Linked DNA regions of Pan troglodytes: region 1 is linked to region 2. A link is a contact called in public HiChIP or PLAC-seq data. All regions are on one chromosome and are shown on one strand. Each heading gives the region's core, a stretch centred on a gene start, on an enhancer-like site or on the middle of the called end of the contact. The rest is flanking DNA. Distances are from core to core; before and after follow the strand shown.

What was found. HiChIP or PLAC-seq counts read pairs in DNA pulled down with a chosen protein or histone mark.
Region 1: an H3K4me3 HiChIP or PLAC-seq map of stem cell-derived excitatory neurons shows a contact between it and region 2, with 5 times the contacts expected there. The contact joins the promoter of ANKRD10 here to the promoter of CARS2 in region 2. A contact is called at or near these places in 1 of 7 Hi-C or Micro-C datasets (stem cell-derived neural progenitor cells) and 1 of 1 datasets of contacts at active chromatin or transcription factors (stem cell-derived excitatory neurons).

Annotation. Positions count from the first base shown.
Region 1 is chr14:116,535,830-116,541,399 of NHGRI_mPanTro3-v2.0_pri, forward strand. ANKRD10 (ankyrin repeat domain 10) reads right to left here and starts at 2,275. Exons shown (of 7, transcript XR_010150566.1): 1 at 1,876-2,275.
Region 2 is chr14:116,331,356-116,336,726 of NHGRI_mPanTro3-v2.0_pri, forward strand. It overlaps CARS2 (cysteinyl-tRNA synthetase 2, mitochondrial), which reads right to left and starts at 2,269. Exons shown (of 15, transcript XM_016925531.4): 1 at 1,793-2,269. ING1 (inhibitor of growth family member 1) reads left to right here and starts at 1,187. Exons shown (of 2, transcript XM_016925537.4): 1 at 1,187-1,633. The coding sequence starts at 1,630.

The DNA of each region.
Region 1 (5,570 bases), core at 1,025-3,524, 200 kb after region 2:
CTCAGAAGGAAATGTTTGGACACTGGACAGGGGCTTTCTAAGGCCCCTTCCGTATCTAAGACCAAAGAGCCCTATGATTCAGACAGCTGGAAACAATGAAGTAACTGCTTCTTGTTACAACATTTGATGACCAAGGTAAAGCTACTACTCAAAGTCCCATGGAAGTAGACTTTTGAAAAGTGATTTCAGTTGTTTTTTAAAAAACTGTGATAAAATACACATTAAAAAATTACCATTTTAATGTAACTATTTTAATCCCCAGAGACAAGTGGAGGCACCACTGGATTACATTTTCTAAGTGACCATCTGTAATGAGGCTTTAAGCATTCCACAGATCGTTGTTCACTGACTGTCACCCAGTATTGTGTCGTTCTCAACCAGGGTAGAAAGGACAGAATCCTAAAGTTTAGTGTAAAAATAAACCACAGCAAGAGACACTCCGGAGGGAGGAAATCCTCAGATTACTAACTGCCCCGGGAAATCTATTTAAGGCTGCAGGCAGAAGCGCAGGGAGGAGGCTTTATTACTTTTGTTTCTTAAGAAACTCATTTCCCCTGGGCACCTGTTTTCTCCAGCAGGTACTACGGTTGCACAACTTCAGAGACAGTGCCACAGGAACCTAACAGCCCTTGAGGACTGATTAACTTGCTTGTCCCACCCCGCTCGTCAAAACTCCTTTTTCATTTCTTTTATTGAAAGAAAAGTGACTTTTCCACTTTAAAAGAATCAGAAACTGCTTTCCAAGAGATACAGCTGCGTTGTGAATGTAGCACCAGGGGCAGCAAGGTAAACCGCAACTTCATCAGCTGGTAACGACATTACCAGGGCCAGGCCTTCTTAAAGTAACTTATTTCACATTACCTCTCACATATTTCTGCAAAACCATTTAACCCCATCTCATCATTTACGAGAAAAACACTATAAACATCCCTGAATTTTAGTGAATTAAGAAATATTAATTAAAACCAGTCACTTCTGAAATGCACGGTGAAATCTTATTTAAGATTTCTGAGAGCAAGTACCCCAACGACTTCACAGATGAGGAAACTGTAGCTATCCAACCTTTTAAAACCTTAAAGCAGCACTGTGTTCCCCCAGAATTTTCAGTTTAAGAAAAAAGAGGGGAACGTAAAGCCTCCACGGGAAGAGAATTCTGCTTAATTTAACCACTTCTGCAGTAATTTAGATCCAAGATAAACACAGCCGTCACTAATTTTCCTGAAGCGGGGTCAGCTACGAGCCTTAAAGCAAACCCAGAAGCTGGAGAGCCGGCCTCCATCCCACACAGCTGCCCGGGCCTTCCAGTCCCGCCGGGGCGCTTGCTCCTCGGCTGAGCTCGTCCGCAGCGCGGCCCTCGGCTACTGGCGAGGATGTGCGGAACCAGAAGGCCGACCGCGCCCGGGCATTCCCCGCGCGCCTCTGACCCCAGCTCGGCTCCCCGGAAGCCGCCTGGGCGACTTCGCGGCCTAATACCCGGCTCTGCGAAATCGCTCGCGCCTCCGGCCCGGCCTGGAGGGCCCCGCGCCATCCGCGCGCGCGCGCTCGCACAGGATCCGGCCAACAGGCGCCGGGACCCTTGGAGCCCGCCTTGTTAGAAAGTTGCTACGCGCGCCGCCGCACATGCGCCCTAGGCCCCTCCGGACGCAGGCGCCACCGACCCCACTTCCGCCCCGCGCCCCCCGGCTGCCCCGCCGCGGCTCCGGGCCGCGAGCGCTGCCGCACAGGCGCCCTAGGCCCCTCGGGGCACAGGCGCCGCCGATCCCGCTTCCGCCCCGCGATCCCGGCACGCCCCACGTCCCCCGCACCTCAGACCCGCTTTCCCCGACTCCCACTGGACAGCAGCGGAAAATGGCGCCTTAAAGCGTTCGCACCCACCTTGCCGAAATGCGCGGCCCAGTGCACGGGCGTCCAGCCATAGAAGGAGTCCTCAGAGGCCAGGTGGGCGTGGGGTGTCTGCTGCAGCAGCGAGCAGAGCGTGGCCAGGTCGCCGTCGCGGCAGGCGCGGTGCAGCGGGAAACGGAGCGAGAGCAGCTCCTCGCTGGAGAAGCCCGCCTCTACGCCCGCGCCCGCTCCCGCCGCCGACATGGTCCGTCACCGGAGAGCGCGGGGCTCGCTGGCCTAGAGGACGCGTCGGGTAGGACTCGAGAAGCCGCCGCCGCAGCACAAAGGAACGAGACTAGCGCCGCGGTCGCGTCCCACAGGCTGCCGAGCGGAGCGCGCACAGAGGGGGCGGGGCGGGGCCTGGAGCGGCCGGGCTGGGGGCGGGGCCTGGCCCAGAGGACGCCTTGTGCAGCCGGGCAGGGGGCGGGGCCTGGAGCCGCGGACCTCTGGAGCGGCCGGGCAGGGGGCGGGGCTTGAGCCGGAGGCCGCCTGGAGCAGCCGGGCGGAGGGCGGGGCTTGGAGCTGCGGACGCCTGGAGCGGCCGGTAGGGGGCGGGGTCTAGCCTAGAGGACGCCTGGAGCAGCCGGGTAGGGAGCGGAGCCTGGACCAGAGGACGCCAGCAGCAGCCGATTAGGAGGCGGGGCATGGGGCTGTCGACGTCTGGAGCAGCCGGGCGCTGGGCTTGGGCTAGAGGACGTCTGGGGCGGCGGGCGCCTGGAGTAGCCAGGCAGAGGGCGGGGCCTGGCTTGGGTCCACGCCTGGGGCGGCCGGGGGCGGGGCCTGGCTGGAATTGACGCGTGGAGCTCCGGTAGAGGGGGCGGGGCCTGGCTGGGCCGCTGCCTACAGCGGCTTCCGGGGCTTGGAGGTCACGGGGCTCGGAGGTCACGGGCCTGGCTGTGTGGGGGGCTCAGGGGCGTAGAGTGGCTTAGCAGCGGTCTGAGCGGGTCCCGGGGCCTCCGGCGCGGTGGGTCTCGGCTGCGCCCCGGGTGCGGACCGTGATGTCTCCAGCCTGGGAGCCGGTCCGGGCGGGGAATCCTGGCTGCCGGGGGCGCAGGTTGAGGCTCTGCGGGCCCGCGCCCTGAGCGGGTGGGAGTCACGGGTCTCCCGGAGGCCCAGTAGCGCGCGGTGAAGTTGTCCGGTAAAAATTTATGGAGCGCCTACGCGGAGCAGGGCTTCTCGTTAAAATCTGGGAATCAGCAAGCCCTAGTTCCTTACAGAGCAGGACAGATTCCTCGGTTTTGTCCGAGGGACGCCTTCTTCGGAACCGAGTGCGGTGGGCTAGGACTATACGTTTGCAAGTGTAAGAAATAAGCGAGAAGACCAGACAGAGCAAACAATAAAAGGCTTTTTGTTGAGAACTGTATAAATGTAAGGGAATACTAAATCCCCTATTTTGAATGACAGTATCATGGACTTTATTACATATGTAATTTTATTCTGATTATGAAAGCATCAGTAATTTCACTATTGAGGAATAACCACAATGTTTGTGAATATTTCCTTTGCTTCTAAATATGCGGTCTTTTTAAATCATGTATTTTATCTCATTTGTATATATAGTTTTTCGCTGTGTAAATTTCCTTCCTTTTTGCAAAATTCTACGTCACAAATTGAACTTTAACAAGGCAATTAGATGTCTAGGGAAGTACTGATGCACGAGAAAGCATATTGCAGCATTGGTTAATAAAACAAAAAAATAGAAACCTAAGATTTAACAAAGGGAAATTGTTAACTAGTGGTGTAAACACTCAACACAGACATGTCTTCATACAGCAAACATTTGTTGAGTACAATGCTGAATGAAACACATTGAGAAACACTCTATAGTGGGGAAGTAGCAAATATTTCAATTCAGTGAGCAATTGCTAATGAATGGAAAATATGACACATAGAATCTATCTTCTCTCAGGGAGTTTGTAATCTGTTAGTGAAGCAGGAAAGAATAATCAAGCAATACTTTTTTGTTTGGACCAAAAGGGTGAGAATAGACTATAAACTCATTTCAGGTTTTGTTTACTCTAGAACGTAATCATTTTTCTTCTCACATACCATGTTGATTTTAATCTAATCTCTTTAAAATATATCGCCCTGATTTCCATCTTTCCTAGGAAAGAGGCGTCCCATTTTGCGAAAGGACGTGAGTGTATCTTGTCCTCCATGTAATGAAAGGGAGGGATTACTCGCTAGGCTACATTCTGGGAATGGTGAAACAGAGACAGTGGTAAGTCAAGGAATTTGTCCAAGGGCAAACTGCATGCCTGTGGCAGAGCTTAGAATAATATCCAGACCTAGGTTCCAACCCACTGTTAGATTTTTTTTAACTTTGGAATTTATTTTGCATAGAGTATTAAGGGCTAGGAAGATAAAATAGGTTATAGTGATAGGGTACTTCGTGTACGTCTTTCCTCACTTCAGATGACTGGGTTTTTTAACCCAGATTATTTAGACTATATACATATTTATTTAGCTGTACTGGAGTAGACTGACATATATACGTGGTGATGGATCCCCAAGACAGATCTTGTAACTGTGGCAGGAGGATTGTGGATAGGATGGTGTCTACCGACTATTCCCAATGCCAGTAATCTAATTGGTTGGTCACCCAGATTTTGCTCAACTCTGATAATTGTCAGATGCATTCCAACTAGAACTACTCTATCTTAAATGGGGCTGGGTAAGATGAGGCTGAGACCTATTGGGCTGTATTCCCAGATAGTTAAGGCATTCTAAGTCACAGGATGAGATAGGAGGTCAGCACAAGATACAGGTCATGAAGTCCTTGCTGATAAAACAGGTTGCAGTAAAGAAGCCAGCTAAAACCCACCAAAACCAAGATGGTGACAAGAGTGACCTCTGGTCATCCTCACTGCTACACTCCCACCAGCACCATGACAGTTTATAAATGCCATGGCAACATCAGGAAGTTACCCTGTGTGGTCTAAAAATGGTAGACATGAATAATCCACCCCTTGTTTAGCATATAATCAAGAAATAACCATAAAAATGGGCAACCAGCAGCCCTTGGGGCTGCTCTGCCTAAGGAGTAGCCATTGTTTTATTCCTTTACTTTCCTAATAAACTTACTTTCACTTTACTCTGTGGCCTCACCCTCAATTCTTTCTTGAGTGAGATCCAAGAACCCTCCCTCTCCTGTGGTCTGGATTGGGACCCCTTTCCTGTAACAATCATTACCAATCTCAGATTTCCTTTGAGACTCTCATTTTTTAAAAGCTCCAAAGAGAGGAAGAGTAGATTCATAACATCTTTTTCATCTGATGAAGCAACCATACACAAGCCAACTTAGGCATTTGAAGATACGATCCAAATCCATGAAAGAAAACAGGAAAACTCAAAACTTAACGTATTAAGATTGCCTTTAGATTGGAATTTTTTTTTTTTTTTTTTTCAAAAAAGGATTGCATTGTGTGAGAAATTGTGGAAGTGGGGTAGGGCTCAGTTGTGTGAATGGCACAGTGATTCAGTGTCCATACGTGTGACAGACATTGGTGGGCATCTCTTGAGTGTCGTTATTACACCAGGAGCAGTGCGCCCTGAGGGACGTGGGGTTGGAGAGCAAGGTAGGCCCCAGTTGATGTTCCATACTAAGCATGCCATGCTAAGGAGTGGCTTTTTACTTTCAAAAAGTTTGGGAACCAATGAGGGGTTTTGTGCTATTTAAGGGAGGGAGT
Region 2 (5,371 bases), core at 1,019-3,518:
TGGGACTACAGGCACGTGCCACCATGCCCTGCTAATTTTTTGTATTTTTAGTAGAGACAGGGTTTCACCATGTTGCCCAAGCTGGTCCCGAACTCCTGATCTCAGGCAATTCGCCCGCCTCGGCCTCCCAAAGTGGTAGGATTACAGGCGTGAGCCACCGCGTCCGGCCAAGTGTTATAGTCTTTTGTGCAGACCAAGTAGTGGCCAATAAATCTTGTAGAAACTAAAGTACTCATTTGCTTTTAACTAGGCCAAGACTAGAATAGCGTGATCTGTAAGTAAAATAACAGCCATTTCCCCAAATATCAAAGCCAAAGCTCTCCTGCTGTGTAGGTGAGATGAAGGGGCTTAAAAGTGAAGATTAAATCCACTTCAAAGTGTAAAGAGTATCCATCCATTTATCATTGCAGCAACGTTGCAACGTGAACAATCCGATTCCAAATACAAAACAGCTCAATTCAGTCTCTTTAGCGTACTCACATCCATAGCACAAAACACCCGGCAGGGCCCTGGAATGAGCACCACTGCGGTTAATAATCTACTCTATAAATACTGGACGAATCCAAATTTTTACTGGATTACACAGAATACGTTTTTTAAAAATCCAAAGAGTTTTAGATGTTACAACAGGGTTCCATCAAATACCACGTTTCCAAATCTTACCACCAGAATGTGTATCCATTTCAACTGCAATTATTTTGTGTCTAAAGCTGTGTACTCTGCTTTGCAACAGGATAAACCCGGTGGATAAAAGCTGAAATCCGACCCTGTCCTAATTAAGAGGCTAAGAAAAATGGAGAACCGCGCTGGCGTGGAGTTGATACAGAAACACTGCAAGGGCTGGGGACAGGGCTTAGTTCGTGGAATACACAGGCAGCACCACCAACCCGGCTCTCCGGAAAAGAGAAAGTCCGGTGAGAAAGGTGAAAACTGACAAGGCACCGTTCTCCGACTTGCTGAAAAAAAGACAATGCAAATAGAGCAGGGTCCAAAGCGAAAGAAAATCAGAGAAAAGCAGGCAGCCAAGCGTGGCAAACGCAGCTTTCGGGGCCACCCCGGAGGGGACCCGCGGCGGCCGCAGCGGGGCGGAGGCCGAAGCCGAGGCCGCCCCGGAACCGGAGAGCCAGGCGGGAAGTGCACAAAGGCACGAGGCCACGCCCAGGAGGGGCGGGCCCTTTGGCCGGAAGGGGGCGGGCCGGCGCGCGGGGCCGGTCGCCTAGGCAACAGGCTCGCGTGGCGTCCAGGCTTCTCAGAAAGCCCAAAATCCGGGAGCTTTGGGAGGGTAGAGAGGCGACGCGGGGGAGGGCGGTCCGGGGAGCTGAATGGCCCCAGGATGCCGGCCGACCGGGTGTCTGCATACTGTGGGCGGCCTTTCCACGTGTGGGGAGCGGCCTCCGAGAACGGTGTCCATGGCACAGGGCGGGAAGAGATAAGGCCTAGGGAAGGCGCCCCTCGGGCCTATCCACCTCTTCTGGGGCTCGGCACTAGGAAGCAGCTTCCCTCTCAGGCCCCTTTGTCTCCAAGCCGTTCCAAACTGAGTACCGGGAGACGACACAAAGGGAGGGCGGTGACGGATAGCGCAGGCGCGGGAGCCGCCTAGGCTGCTGGGAGTGGTGGTCCGGCCGCGGAATGGGTAGGTCTCCCGCGCACTCTGCGGCCGCAGCTCAAAGGACACCGAGAGGGTGCCAGTGCGCATGCGCCGCCACTTCCGCCCGTGCCCGGCCCTCCCCTTCCTTCCGCCTCCCGGAGGACTTGGGTTGATAGTAGTAAGAGTCCGGGGGGCATTACTCACGGTCTCCCCGCCTCCTCTTCATCGTGATTGGGCTGTCAAAGTGATGTTGGCAAGTAGATTGGCTACTGCCGTTGCCAGTTCTGTTTCGGGCCCTACTTATACTGCGCTGTGGGGCGGGGACGAAGAGTCAGGGGCTGAGGAGCGAGTTGTGGTAGTTGCTGTGTACCATGGTCTCGGAGGTTTCTGTCCCGCGGCCCGTTAGGTCCTGGTCGGGTTTTCAGCGAAGCAGGCCGCTCCCCTGCGTTTCCCAGCGGGCGTGCTGTGCCGCCCAACAGGATCTGCCTCCAAGTGCCAAAAACTCCTAGTAAAGTTTGCGCCTCGCCCGCCGTCCCCACCCCAGCGGCCCTGACGCTGTCCCCTCCGCGACCCTCGCCCCTGGAAAAAGTGACAGGCAAGGCCACGCCCCCGCGAGGGCCGGCCTCGAGCCCGCAGCCCCCAGGGCCCGGGACGGTGAGGGGCGTGAATGCGGCGGGGGGCGGGGCCGTTGCCGGGGGATGGGGCCGGGGCGCATGCGCGCTGCGCAGCGGGGCTGAATGTTTCCCAAGTGTTTGAAACTGGTATTTGGGTTTTCCACGTTGGACAAGTGCGGCTCGGCGGCCAGCGGAGCGCGCCCCTTCCCGCTGCCCGCTCCGCTCCTCTCTTCTACCCAGCCCAGTGGGCGAGTGGGCAGCGGCGGCCGCGGCGCTGGGCCCTCTCCCGCCGGTGTGTGCGCGCTCGTACGCGCGGCCCCCGGCGCCAGCCCCGCCGCCTGAGAGGGGGCCTGCGCCGCCGGCCGGGGCGTGCGCCCGGGAGCCACCGCCACCGCGGCCCGCGCCCTCAGGCGCTGGGGTCCCCGCGGACCCGGAGGCGGCGGACGGGCTCGGCAGATGTAGCCGCCGGGCCGAAGCAGGAGCCGGCGGGGGGGCGCCGGGAGAGCGAGGGCTTTGCATTTTGCAGTGCTATTTTTTGAGGGGGGCGGGGGGTGGAGGAAGCGGAAAGCCGCGCCGAGTCGCCGGGGACCTCCGGGGTGAACCATGTTGAGTCCTGCCAACGGGGAGCAGCTCCACCTGGTGAACTATGTGGAGGACTACCTGGACTCCATCGAGTCCCTGCCTTTCGACTTGCAGAGAAATGTCTCGCTGATGCGGGAGATCGACGCGAAATACCAAGGTACGGCCGGGTGATGGATGGGCGGGGGCGGCCGCCTCCTTCCCGGCGGGTCCGGGCGCGCCGCGGAGCCGGGCCGGTCCTGCCGTGGACCGGAGGAAGCGGCCGGCTCCGCAGCGGCGGCCCTCGGCAGGGGCAGGAACAAAAGGTCTGGAGCGCCTTTGATTCGCCAAGGTCCTTGTGTGCAAAGCCCGGGACACGGAGGAGGAAGGAGGCGCGAGAGGTCTCGCTGCAAGGCTGCGCGACCAAAGCGCTCTTTGTAGTGAAGTGATGAGGCGGGTGCTGCGGGGGAGGGGGCGGCGGGTCCAAGCCGCGTCCTCTAGGAGGGGGTGCAGATTACGGCGCGAGATGGAGGGATGTGCCGGCGCCTGGGGCTACAGGGCGCCGAGACGGGGCTGCAGGAGGAGGGCGGCTGTGGGCCGGGGTTCCCGCGGACCCGGTGCCTCGGTCCCGGGCAACGCCGCTCCTCTGGCCCTTCGTCGCCCCCCACTCAGTCCCGAATCTGAGTGTTACATAAAGTACCGGGTAGTACTCCGCTCGGGGTAGGTCGGCCGCCCCCGCCCAGCCCCCTCCGGCCCTCACTTGGAGCTGGACACCGAGTAGGGGCCGACTGCGAGGGGCGACGCCGCCGGTTGTAGTTTGCGGAGGACGAGGGCTTTTCTCTGTGTGCCGTAGGAAAGGGAAGGGAAGGGGAGGAGCGGAGGCGGGGAAGGCGCCCATCTGCGCTGCGCTCGGGGGGGCGCGGGCAGATCGCTGGCTTGGAGAGGACCGTGGCAGGTGAGAGGACCTGTGGGTCGTTCTCTGCAGACCTGGCCGCCCAGGGTGTCAGAGAGAGGTGGCGAGTTCGTGTCCGCCGGGAATTGTTGGCTGTTGGGGAAACTTTCTTGCGAGGTCAGTCAAGGCTTTGGGGGCTCTTGTTTTGAATGTGGATCACCACTCGGAGTTTACTAATGTTTACAAGGCTGCGCAGTAGGGAAACGGAAGAGTTGGGTGGGGGCAAAAAAAAAAAAAATTGACTGCTGTCCCCGAAAGTACTAGACGCCTCTGCCGGGAAGGCGCCCCTGCGCGTTCTATCCGAGACGTAGCTTCGCAGCGACTTTTATAGGAACTTCATTAGCATATTATGGAACGTCCCGCCTCAGCCCCCCAGTAGTTGGCTGTGATGTCCTTCGTGGAATGTCCTTATCATTCCCCTGCGGAACGATTGGTCGCTGAGGCGGATGAAGGCGGGCCTAGCGCAATAACTGGTATGGGTCTGTGTTTCCGCTGTCTTCTTTTTTCTTTTTCGGGGAGGAGCGGGTTGGAGGGTGGACGAGTTGATTTGAACGTCTTCGGGTCGCTCGGCCTCCAGCCTTGGATTGGTTCTTCTCGCTGCTGGGGCGGGCCGTGCTCTTCCGCCCTGCGGTGTGGTTGGTTTTCCTCCTGGCCTCCGCCCTCCAAATCGGCGATTCCCATAGGCGGCGGCTCTCGGGGTGCGGGGTGAGTCTCCCGCTGGCCTCCTCCCCATTGGCTGGAGGCCTGGCTGGTGTCGCCCCGGCCCCTCTTCCCGCTCAGCCCGGCCACTTTCGGGTACGGATTTATAGCAGTAGCAGTGATCCCGGGCCTGTGGGCTCGGGGCCGGGGCTGCAGTTCGGACCGCCTCCCGCGACCCGCGGGACCGGCTCGGAGACAGTTTCAGGCCGCATCTCTGCTGACCCGAGGGTGGGGCCGCGCGTGGCCGTGGAAACGTGAGTGATTGGGGCTGCGTCCACGAGCGGGACCCTCGGCGCAGAAACTTTTCTGGAAGGTGCTGTCCTCGGGCCGGACGGGCCCCGTGGGGTGACCCTGGGGCTCCGGACGGAAGGAAGGCAGGGGCTGAGACCACTTTGATCGTTCGACGATAGAAAAAAGTAGCGCGGGGCGGGGTGCAGGGTTCCAGCTGTCCAGACAGCAAAGTTCATGGAGCCACTTTGTCCTCCTGTCGTTGCTGGGGAGAGCGTGGCTTGCTGCTTGCTTCATGTTCACCTAGGGTGATGAACTTTTTGGCTTCAGGAAAGATCACAGTCCTGCCCCCCCGGGAGTACTGGAGCGGCGCAGCTGGGAGCGCCGAGAAGCGAGCCAATCTGTCGCAAGGGTCACAGCTCCTTGGACTTCGGTGTAAATGCTGAGCTCTGCCGCGTAGTTCTGAAAGACTTCCACAGACCTACTCTGTAGGAAGTCAAACGTCTTTTGCTTAGTAGGCATCAGTTGTATGTTAATTCATAAACTTGGATTATAATTAGTTTATCGATTTAAAATGGTGTTTGAGGTTGCTTGAATTATTTTTCAAACATTATCATAAAAATACCCACCCACCCCCTGGGAAGTTCGCTTCATAAAGAACTTCAGTGCAACCCGTAGGTAAAATTAAAATACATTTAAAATAATTGGACAAACCAATTTAAATGTTGCTAC